2 separate regions of the Anas platyrhynchos genome follow, and region 1 is linked to region 2. The links are chromatin contacts, called in public Hi-C maps. All regions are on one chromosome and are shown on one strand. Each heading gives the region's core, a stretch centred on a gene start, on an enhancer-like site or on the middle of the called end of the contact. The rest is flanking DNA. Distances are from core to core; before and after follow the strand shown.

Region 1 (5,909 bases), core at 2,583-5,082, 210 kb after region 2:
TGGCCCAGCTGGGCTGTCCGCAAAACCAGCAGAATGCACATTGAGCCCAAGCCTGGTGAGAACAAGGCTCGCACATGCTGCACCATTCCTAACCTGGGCAAAGTTGAGGGCTTTGAAATTCTTACCGCACTGCAATTCGATAATGCTGTTTGAAAGCAGAAGTAGTTTTGGAAGTGTATCATCTCCTTTGCTGTGCACCTGTGGCCCTGTCTCCAGAAAGAAGGGAATGCTAATTGGGCTAGAATTTGCACTGGGAAGCTAGAAAACCACAGCACCTGTGGTCCTGTCTCTGGAAAGAAGGAAAACTTGGAAAACTCAGGAAAGGTCCTGTCTATGGAAAGAAAGAAACTAAGCTAGGGCTTGCACACAGACATGTGGCAAGCAGCAAACTCGAGCAATGCTAGTATTGTTGTTCCCTCCCGGGCTCCCAGTATCGATGAGTGTCCTACTGCAAGGGAAATCTCTGTCCTGTAGAGATGCCGCTCAATGGGGCCAGTAAGGAGAATGCTGCCCAGGGACTGCCTGTTGCTTTCTGGTTTCTGAGAGACCAAGGAGAGCTGTGGCTCAACTTGAAACTCCAGTTTGTACCACCAAAAACAGGCAGGTCTCTCCACAACAGTTGCTGTCAGGCACTGCCCTGGATGACAACGTTGGCCTTATGGTCCATGCAGAGGTAACTGCTTCCATCCTCCAACCTGACCCATGCCGCACCTCAGCATCCCATTCATTCTTTCAATCAACCCATCAGCTTGGGGATGGTAGGTAAATTGGAATATCCAATCTCCATCTAGCCATTGAGCCCCGTCTAGGACATTGTGTCCACTAAAGTGTGTTCCTTGATGGTTGGGGGCCAATGTAATCCATATGCTATTCAAGACCCAGTGACTAGATGCCTGTACACCTGTTTGCTATAACCTAATTCCTGGAACCAGAGCATCATCTTCCAGGGCTGTGAATTTTTGGTAATTTTTTCTGAGAGTAACCATGTCTGGTACTATAACTACAAGTGGGGGTGTGACTTTGGTCAGCTCTCTACAATCTAAATTCTGCTAAAAGCATTCACGGTTTCTTTAACAATTTCTACTTGTCAAAGTGCCTGAACTTTTATAGTCGCTATCTTGGCAGGTGCGGGCAGCACAACTGGATCCCACTTTGGGAATTCACACAAAGCAGTTACAGAGTGAATAGTAAATCCCGCTTGCGATGTCCCGAAGCAAAAGTGACCGTTTACTGTTTCAACAATTCATCCTGCTAACACATCAATACCCAAAATATATTCTTCAACTGTTGTAATTAACACAATTGTGGTAAATGGGGTGGTATTTCCTTCTGTTAAAGTAACCTTAGCTTGGGGGCTGAGGGGAGGAGGGCGGGAATTTCTGTGCTCTGTGGTGCGGCTTCTTTACCATTAAAATCTCTATGTAATACAGTAACTTCAGCTCCAGTATTATCCACCAGAGCTAACACAGGTAAAATCCCTCCAGACTGACACTTTATAGTTGAAGGAACACAGAGGTGTTGGTCCTCCTTGTGGTAAGAGACTACAGTGTAGATAATTTGGGAGGAACCACCAGACCTTCCTTTCTGCTGTTTTGGCACTTGCCAGGTAGTGCCTTGCCTTGAGATCGGGTGGAGGGGAATTTTATTTTATTTTATTTTATTTTATTTTATTTTATTTTATTTTATTTTATTTTATTTTATAGGTGCTAACTTTTGCCATTGGCGAAACAGTTCTGATGTTGTGTTCCCATCTGATTGTGGGACACCGACACACAATATCATTCCACATCTGTTTCCTTGTATTCTTTTGGAATACAGATGCGTGTGATATGCACCCCTCTGCCTGCCAGCTGCTGCTGCTCCTGAATTTCTGCGAGGGGCTGGGCTTCTACCACCTCCCTGCTTTCTGAATCTGGCTCAAATTCAATCTTGGAGTCTGTTGACTCTCTCCAGATATTTCCATCCCATTCCCAGGACTACCGGCCTCCTTGCAAGGCAAGACACCTTACAGCAAGAGACAGCCACTCCATGTTTCACACTCTTAACCCTCAACACCCAGAAAAAATGGCTTTGCTTCATGCTTCACATGTTTCTTGCAGGAACTGTGTCTTCTTCATGCCTTTGGCCAAGGCATGTGGTACCTTGTAAAACCCCTTGTTTGAAGTGACACCTGTGATGGTGTACCATCACCTGTGCTATGGGGACTAAAAGAATTAAAGCAGGTTCTTTAGGGATACTGAGTAGAATGTGGACGCCACTTAGTTGCGGTTATAATTAGACCTACATTATTAGATAGATTTTTTAGCAATCACCATGGCTTTTTTATTACGTAAGATTTTTGATCACCTAGACACTCTGCCACTTGGGTCAAATTCTTAATAATCATGATCTAAATTCAGAATACATATAAAATTACATGAGTTACTCAATCCTCAGAGGAAACAAGATGATGTTGGCAGTGCCCCTGGCCATGGGGGTCACAGGTTTTGCTGCCCAGCAGCAATTCTGACCTAAGTTCCACTGATAGCTGCTGGGTTTGACGGGTGGTATCTCAAATGCTGCTTTGCTCCCTTGCTTTGTAACGGGTGTCACCATATCTTAGAGACTCCATGCCCAGGGCTTTCACAGTGCTGGTGGGCACATGTGCTTCCAAAAATCATGCAGAGAGGTGGAAGGGGTGACTTGTGATCAGCCTGCCGGCAGATAGCAGCTGCATGCTTCATGAATTTAACTGTATGAAGTTCAACGAGGCTAAGTGCCGGGTCCTGCACCTGGGGCACAACAACCCCAAGCAGAGCTACAGGCTGGGAGATGAGTGATTAGAAAGCTGCCTGGCAGAGAAGGACTTGGGAGTATTGGTTGATAGTTGGCTGAATATGAGCCAGCAGTGTGCTCAGGTGGCCAAGAAGGCCAACAGCATCCTGGCTTGTATAAGAAACAGTGTGGCCAGCAGGGCTAGGGAAGTGATTGTCCCCCTGTACTCGGCTCTGATGAGGCCGCACCTCGACTACTGTGTTCTGTTTTGGGCCCCTCGCTACAAGAAGGACATCGAGGTGCTTGAGCGAGTCTAGAAAAGGGCGATGAAGCTGGTGAGGGGTCTGGAGAACAAGTCCTATGAGGAGCGGCTGAAGGAGCTGGGATTGTTCAGTCTGGAGAAAAGGAGGCTCAGGGGTGACCTTATTGCTCTCTACAGGTACCTTAGAGGAGGCTGTAGCGAAGCGAGGTGGAGGTTGGGCTATTCTCCCACATGCCTGATGACAGGACGAGGGGGAATGGGCTAGAGTTGCACCAGAGGAGGTTTAGGTTGGATGTTAGGAAGAACTTCTTTACTGAGAGGGTTGTTAGGCATTGGAATGGGCTGCCCAGGGAAGTGGTGGAGTCACCATCCCTGGAGGTCTTTAAAAGACATTTAGATGTAGAGCTTAGGGATATGGTTTAGTGGAGGACTGGTTAGTGTTAGGTCAGAGGTTGGACTGTGTGATCTTGAGGTCTCTTCCAACCTAGATGATTCTGTGATGAAATGGCGTTGGTTATGCCAACCATATTGCCAGGTGTCAGGAGCAGGGGGGGACTGGTCTCAGTTTACTCCTCTGGATGTTTTTTTATTTTTTATTTTTTTCTTTCTGTAAAGTGAAAACTGTTTTACAGATCGCTGTTAGCACGTTACAATTAACGATGATCCCAGACAGGAAGACAGGTGAGGACGGACCTCCCCTCCCCGCCACCACGAGGCCGTCCCCCAGCCCTCCGCCAATCGCCGCGCGGGGCGGGAGGGCGGCCGAGTGATGGACACTTGCCTCACCCAATTGTGGGGCGCGCCGCCTATTGGCGCAAACGGGCGTGGGGGCGACTGTTTCCCTCCAACGTCCCAAGCCCCTGAGGCGGCCGCCATTTTCTTGCCTCCCCCTCTCGTGGCGGGCCGGGCTCCGCTCCTGTCGCGGCGGCGATGGCCGGCGTGATCCGGCGGCTGGATGAAGCTGTGGTGAACCGCATCGCGGCCGGCGAGGTCATCCAGAGGCCGGCGAATGCCATCAAGGAGATGATAGAGAACTGGTGAGGCGCTTGCGGTGTCTCAGAAGGGGCGGACTCTCCGGGTTCGGGCTGCAGCCCGGGCGCTGAGGCTAGTCGAAGGAGCCGGGCGTGTGGAGGGCAGCAGCTGAGCGGTGGGAGAAGGGGTCGTTCCGGGGCTGGACACCCTCCTGGCTCTCTGGGCTTTCTGAAACCGTGTCTGAGCTGTGAATAGTGGGTTAGAATCGTTCATATGGCTGCTAGAAGAAAAAGGAAGAAGGCGGCAAGCGCATCTTTGGAACAGAAGTTCCAATGTGTCTGAAAACTAGAGTAGAAACATCAGTTATATAAAAACAATTTAAAATTCCACTTTCGATAGCTATTTATTCTCTAGAATGGCTGTTCTATACTGTGCTTTCTCGCTTTCCACAGCTTGGATGCTAAATCTACGAATATCCAGGTAGTAGTTAAAGAAGGTGGTCTGAAGCTCATCCAAGTCCAAGATAACGGCTGTGGTATCAGAGTGAGTACCAACAGCTCTGTGCTGATGTCTTGTATAACCTCTTAACACTTACGTAGATCTATAAATGTTTCTGATCTTGAAAAGAGTGGGAACAGAATATAGCTGTTATTATTTTCTTATCCCTGTTATATAGAAAGAAGATCTCAACGTTGTATGTGAGAGATTTACTACGAGTAAACTACAAAAATTTGAAGACTTGTCTAGTATTTCTACATACGGTTTCAGGGGTGAGGTAAGCTCTTCAGCAAGGTTTTGAAATTGTTTATTGATGCCTTTCTGTAGTGCAGAATTCACATAATTGCTCATTCACAAAACTATGCTGATTTCTGAGAATCTGCCTTCTGAATGTAGTTCAAAATATATTTATGTGTCTTTTAAGAATATATGGATTCCTAGTGAGAGGTATATATTCTTTTTTGCTTTCTGGAGTAAGAGGTTATTTAAGTAAAACAATACCTGTCTTTTCAAGCGTTGCTTCAGGAACGTATAGGTGAAAGGCAATGGAAGTTTTGACTGGATGGTAAATCAATGATGACAGACTTTTTGCTAAATGCAGTACTTAAGGCCAAAAGAAAGTTCTGGATAAAGTCTGGTTTTATAGGTACTGAAAGTCATAAAGGCTTTACTGACCCCAGTGACTTTTTTACAGGGGCTTTTATTAATTATTTGCAGATGGTATATGAGAATTTTGTGGTGCTCTTTGGAGCTTGTATGCTTCTTCAGCTATCAGTGACATCTAGAGCAAGGTTTACAAAGATGCTTTTTCTTTCTCTAGGCATTGGCTAGCATCAGTCATGTTGCCCATGTTACGGTAACAACTAAAACAGCTGATGCAAAGTGTGCATACAGGTATGCTAGTTATGATCCAGGTAACTTCTGCTGTAGATAATAACAAACAGATGTGTTTCATGTTCTTTTCAGTGCTCTTATTGGTGGGAATGGGGACACTGAATGCTTTGTTTCTAGGACAGTTCCAAACAGGGCCCAGAATATAAGAAAACACAGTTTGAATGATTTTTATTGCAGACTGTAAGGGTAGGCTTTACCTAAACAATATAATTTAAACGTGCATGGGGGAAGTTTTAAAAGGAATTCTACTTCAGCAGGCAGTGTAGGGTTAACTTTTATCTTTCACATTTCAGGATAAAATGTATGTACACAGCCTGCAAGTCTTGCAAATTTCATAGGTCTCTGAACACAGAAACATTTTGTTTCATGATGCTATCCAAAAAGGGTTTTGAATATCCTCCTGAAGACTTGAGCTCTAAACATAAGCAAAAATAAGCTTATTAGTGTCTCAGCTATTTTTATGAAAAAGAAGGAAAAAAGTTTACATCTTGACTTTTTTTTCAAAAGACTGTATGATGATGGTCTTTCT
Region 2 (6,122 bases), core at 371-2,870:
GAGTTACAAGTATAAATTCATATTATGTTAAAGTCAAATACTGCTGCACACTGATAAAAACTGACTGCCTACGTCTCTATAATATTAATAAACTCTACAGAATATGAAAGTCTTCCAAGATTTTCTACATCATATGCTAACATAAACAATCATAAAAATAAATAAAAATAAAAACTGGACCTAAACAAGATCTAAATATATACAATTTTGAAATGAAAGAGTGATTTTTTTACACTATTATTCCTGCAGTAAATTACATTACAGTTTCGAAACACGCTGGAGAGTCTCTTCTTAGGTGATTTCATATATTTCAAAACTAATATAAAACTACATTTAAGAGCCTGACATAATGTTGGCTACAGAAATTCTAACCGCATGCAACCGTTATACAAATAAGTAAAATTCATCAGGTTTCATACTCACCAGACAAGGTAACCAGAGGCAAGAGCAATCCAACGTTGGCTTCAGTAACACAGAAGTGATAGGAAAGGATAAGGCTAGATCTGTAGTTTTGTTCTTAAGTTGCAGATTTGAATTAAATGTTCATGTTGTTATCAGGCACCGTAACACCCCCACTCTTGAGCTCGTCATTCTGGTACTAAACGGACATAACTGTCTCATCCTTGCACTGGAAACAATGGTAAATTATTGTAGCGAGAACTATGTGTTTCATAACAAACATTTATACTTCAATGCAGCTCAAACCTTTACATATCAATTCTCTCCTCTCCTTTGCAGGCTTACAAATACGATAAAACTACGCTTTGTAACTCAAAAGAGTTACAAACAACCTCAACTTTTAAGCCCAGTGACAACAGCAAAATTTGGAGAAAAATTATTTGTTTTGAGGGACAGTAACAGGTGAATTATATATCAAAAACGTTTCCTAGTTAAATTATTCTTTTCCTTGCTAAACTGAAGCACACACAATAGGAGCACAGCATTTGCAGATATAAGGTCACATTTTTTCAAGCAGCAAACTCATATATGCACTAGACCTATTTGTTTTTCAAACTAAGTCCATTCTGAGTGCTTTGTAGGATCATAGTCAAGACCAACCGGAAAAATATAAAGCAGCAAAGGCCTGAATTAATACTGAGATCAGACAAATACCATCTCCAAGCCAGAGGAAAAAATATTTATATTACTTGCAGGATATTCCAGTTACACGCTGTCCCCATGAAAATGACTGTGATATTCACGCATTGTGCATTTAAGGGCTCAGCAGCCCTTACAAGCTGAGTTCAGGCGGTACAGACGCTCAATTACCCTTAAAATATTTGTTTGACTTTAATACGCGCTACTTAGAAAACGTTCAGCCTCTACCATTCGCGGCGAGCTGACAGTACAGCCATAGAACAGGAACAACACACCGACTATGAGCACCACCTATAAGAAAGAACCGATGCGATCCTAATTACGGTAATTAATAACACACAGACACACACCCCCTTCTCTCCCCTCACCAAACCCCGGGGCCGGGCCCCCATCTCCAGGAGCCGGACGCGGCCCCACACAGCGGCTGGGTAGCGCGCGGCGCATGCGCGGGCACCGCCCACACGGTGGCGGTTGAGCCGCGCCCCGCGTGACCAGCGGTTGCGCTGCGCCCTGTAGCGGGGCGCGGGGGGACGGGACAAAGAAGGGTTAAAAACTCCAAACCCAAAAAAAAACAACAACAAAAAAAAAAAAAAAAAGAAAAGCAAACCGTCATCCCTCATACAAGTTCTACCCACTCTGTGTTATTTACTATTTTATGCTTAGCAATGTGGGCTATCCACTGTGACGGGGAGGGATGGTTTAGTCACAGTAACCTGTGGAAAGCTGTTGGGCTTTGCAATGAGATTTCCTCTGTGGCCGGCGCTAAAACTTCCACCTCTCACATCAGATGAAGGCCCTCACGGGGGGAAGGCCAGCACCCAAAAATCACCCTGTGCTGCCAAAATTACGGGACACCGTGTTTTAATTTCTTCATGTTTTCGTTGTTCAGAGTTTTGAGATCTGGCCAGTATTATGCTGCCCGACTGCAAGAGACAGGCAGATTCTTTTACCAGAAGCTGAGTTTTCAGCTCACGGTCCCTTTCTGGAAGCAGGAACATTAACCATCAAATACCTCAGCCAGCAACGCTGAGACTTCAGAATGCTAGATCCCCTCCAGACAGCTTTTTAGGTTCCTATAAGTGGCCTGTTTTCAAGCAGACAGAACTTCCCTTTCTATCATCCTGAGCAACGCTTTTTGGATGCCTAGAGGAAAGCACGCTGCTGCACAATGGGCACGCTTTTGTTGGAGCCAGCTCGTCGAGGAATGATGGTGTGGCCTCACAAATGTGTTTGTTGAAGTAATTCTGCACAGCAGCAGGTGGCAGCCTGGTGCCATTTTTTGCAGTTTTCAAACATTGGCATTGTACGCATCTTTTGTCGATAGGTGGCAGTTGCCTCTGTGCGAGACCCCTTTGGTGCTGCTGGCAGCTAACAAGTATCACAAGATTCAGGAAAATGCTACAGAAGTTCAATCACATCTCTGTCATTTAAAAGTACTTATTCTTGACCTCGTCAATATGTGTCACATAGCTTTAGTGGTGCTCTAAAAAGGGCTAAAGCTAGCACAATTCGTTTTAACACTGTTCATTGTACAGCAGATTCAAAAATATTTTAAGCAGCTGAGCTACCAGGTGCTGTACTGTGGATTTGTATCAGGTTAATACAGTAATGATGGCTTTGATTAATCAAATGAATAGTAAAAATAAGTCCGAAAAGTTTAGCTGCATGAAAATATAGCATAAAATCAATACCACCACCCAAAAAAAAATAATAATATGCTCCCCCTAGAAAAGTTTCTAAACTACATATTACAGGTTTCTCAGTCACATTTCTGAAACACACCATTTTTCTTAATGGTGTCTGTAAACAGTTTCTAACATTTATTTAATAGTTTATAGTGGAATCCCAGCCAAAGCCAACTGTAAATCTGACTACCAGTCACTATATTTAGATCACTAGGAAATTAATTAAAGAAATTAATTAGAGACTTTTCAAAACATAATCAAAATTAAAAGCATAGGCTTAGCATGAACTGCTAATGATGACAAAGACCATTGTTTGGTGACAGATATAAAGCGAAAAAAAAGCCTACAAACCTATTTTTTTTAAGGAAAAAAAAAAAAAAAAAAAAAAAAAAAAAAGCCCTATCAACATTTGGACATACTTACCGTTTTCTTTATTTTATTTATGTTTACTATATTTTATTTATATTTATCCATCTTTATTTAACAGCCCTACTTCCTCACAACTACCCTTGTACATCCACCTGCACTGAAAATGGCTAAATGACTGTATGTGCTGTAAATCAGTGTTGCAAAGCACACAGGTGATTGCATTACTTAAATCAACATATTAAACTGTCTACATGTTCATAAACCGAATAATGATCTGATGATCTGATTGTCCTTTGTCTAGGGAAATGAATTATTTTCATTCTTACCAATGGAATCTATTTGTTGCCATTGTAAATGAAAGCAGAATTTCATCATGAATAGCTGCAGGAGTCAACCAGCTGAGTGAAAGACTGTTTATAATAACATTGATTGGTTAAATTATCTTTAATCAATAATACCTTCCAAGGCATCTCTCGGAGCAATAATAACCTAAAAAAAAAAAAAAAAAAAAAAAACATACAAACTAATATTTAAGTGCAATAACATCCAAAAAGATATAACACATAACAGATAAAAGGGGAACAGGTTTGGAATTGACTTGGAATTATCTCAGATAGCAGAGCCAAAATCATTAGCATCCTGGTAGCATACTGCATCTCTCACCTTTATCTGTTAATTTGAGTATTAATGCATTTGTATTTTCTAGTAATAGGTCTGTATTGAAAAAGTGAATTACTCACTGACATACAAAGTCACATGAGAAGGAAGCCAAAAGGGCATTGCTAATGTTTTTATTTCTTGCAAGATATGAACTGTATTGTTCCCATGGTTCATGAAAAGTAATGCTTTTGCTCTTAAAGCTGGAATAATTTTATGGGAGTTTTATGCTGTTGAATATTATAGTTCTTGGAAAGTGTTTTGGGCTTTGTTCTCTCATGTATGCCTGACCTATCAGTGGAATTGCAGATGGTTACTGGAAGCACACCTTATTGTGTGAAATTACCAAAAGAAGATGAAAATGCAAAGCAATGGAACACTGATTTTACACAGCACAGAGGTCCATATTTCTATGTCATTAAATGCATATTGTAACATACAAAAAATAAGCAGTTTTCAGGTGAGTTTCATTTGCTCTGAACTAACTGAAGATGCACTTCCTTTTTTAGGGATGCTTGGCTGAGGATATCTTCACTGTATATCAAAACCAATGCATACTTTCAGTTTGCTGATGCACCATCCCTTGTTCCTATTGTAGTAGTACATGATTAATGTGTTGGAATGGAGTTATAAATTTGGTAATTTCAGCTTTTCTAATATACAATCTTCTGTTTCTTCAGGAGACTGAACAGTTCCAGATAGTGAGTAGGGCTGTGTTAATGGAAAGGAAAATTTACTTACACATTCACAGAACCATTTCATTATGACCATCAGCAGATTGAGAAAAGCTTGGCCCCATTTCCTGGCCAAAACAGCATCATTCTGCTGTTTACATCCTACCTGAGAGAAGAATGCCAACATTGGAGCTATAAGTGTTTCTAACTCAATCCTCATTGAAGTGAGATGAAAAACAAAACAAAAACACTTTGGGGTAATAAAAATATCATAAAACAATTTGGCAGCAAAAAGGAACCTAGCCTTTCATTTCACCATGTCTGCCTCCAAGCAGACCAAACACTATCTCTGTAATTATGAATACACATCCCCAAATGGCAGCAAAGTAAAGGCCCACAGGGCCAAAAACACCTGATGAGCAGCTGAACTGGGAAAGCTGAGTGCAGATGTGTCCTACTTCTCTGTTTTCCCTTTCTGTTAGAGAATGAGAGCATTTCAGAGATGACATGCTTTTGTCTGAAGACATATGGAAACTGCAAGACAATTACTAAGGGAATACCAAAATGCAGTTGCTCACTCCAGTAGTAAATGGAATTGTTTTAAGATCATGTTAATGATTTTTAGGATGTCTTCTGGATTCCAATCATAACTTGGATATCTTGCTTAACCTCAGATATCAACTGTGCATGCTCTGATTCTTCTACACACCTGACTAGTAGCTGAGTTCAAAGGATGTGATTGATGTTTTTGGCTGAAAAAAAGGATTGTGAGTTTTTAAATAGTAACAAAACCATGTTTTGTTCTGTCAATGAGCATGGCATATTTGGGGCACAACATAATAACAAATAATTGAATAGTCACAAATAATCTTTTCTCTGTTTGGCTTCTCTTTAATTCAGATGGGACAATGAGATGATAATGAGACAAATGTTGGTCAGTTTAGGCACACTGGGCAAATTAAATGTCAGGCCTTGAGAGTCTTAATGAAGAAATCATGCATACAGATCAGGTATAGCTATTATGATTACGCTATATGGCCAGAGATGGAGCAAAAATTGTGGCAATGTGAAAGTACCTGCCACAAACATGAGACAGCAAGTTGGAGTTAGGGCCATGTTTCATCCTTACAGCACTTCTTGTATCAAAGCCAGAAACGTGCCTAGAGGCTAATCCAAGGTCACCAGCTGGCTATGGAGGTTGGATCTGCATTTCTCACTCAACCAAGCACCCCCAAAACTTTAGGGCCTGGACAAGCTGCACAGTGCAGTGGACTGAAGAAGGAGTTACAAAGGGTTTGACTCCTCTTGAGTCCCATGACCCAGGATGAAGGTGGAGATGGTTTGTTTCAGTCCCTGGGAAGATCTGAAGCAGACATTCTCTACAGTGAGCACTTGGCCAATGTTTCAAGGTGGTATTTTAACAGCCGGGTCCCAGTAGCTGGTGTCGCTCAACCATTACCACCCTCCTTTGCCAGCACCCGCAGTGAGAGCAGCACCTGGCGACCATGCTTGAGGATTTGGCCATGGAGTTCAATAGCCGTGTTATCTGGTAGCTCTAATTTAATATTGAAAAAAAAAAAAAATCAAAATAGCTCCAATCTGCTCCCTACGGTCAGCAGGAAGAACCTAACTCAGTGAC

The links. Hi-C and Micro-C count contacts between places; a contact is called where the count stands out from the background.
Region 1: a contact with region 2 is called in a Hi-C map of subcutaneous adipose tissue, with 1.6 times the contacts expected there. The contact joins the promoter of MLH1 here to the promoter of TBC1D7 in region 2. A contact is called at or near these places in 3 of 8 Hi-C or Micro-C datasets (liver, skeletal muscle and subcutaneous adipose tissue).

Annotation. Positions count from the first base shown.
Region 1 is chr2:95,556,862-95,562,770 of IASCAAS_PekinDuck_T2T, forward strand. It overlaps MLH1 (mutL homolog 1), which reads left to right and starts at 3,833. Exons shown (of 20, transcript XR_011806813.1): 1 at 3,833-4,053; 2 at 4,441-4,531; 3 at 4,665-4,763; 4 at 5,307-5,380.
Region 2 is chr2:95,351,793-95,357,914 of IASCAAS_PekinDuck_T2T, forward strand. TBC1D7 (TBC1 domain family member 7) reads right to left here and starts at 1,621. Exons shown (of 10, transcript XM_013103895.5): 1 at 1,467-1,621; 2 at 424-628. LOC119716084 (a long non-coding RNA gene) reads right to left here. Exons shown (of 3, transcript XR_005263767.2): 3 at 2,154-3,641.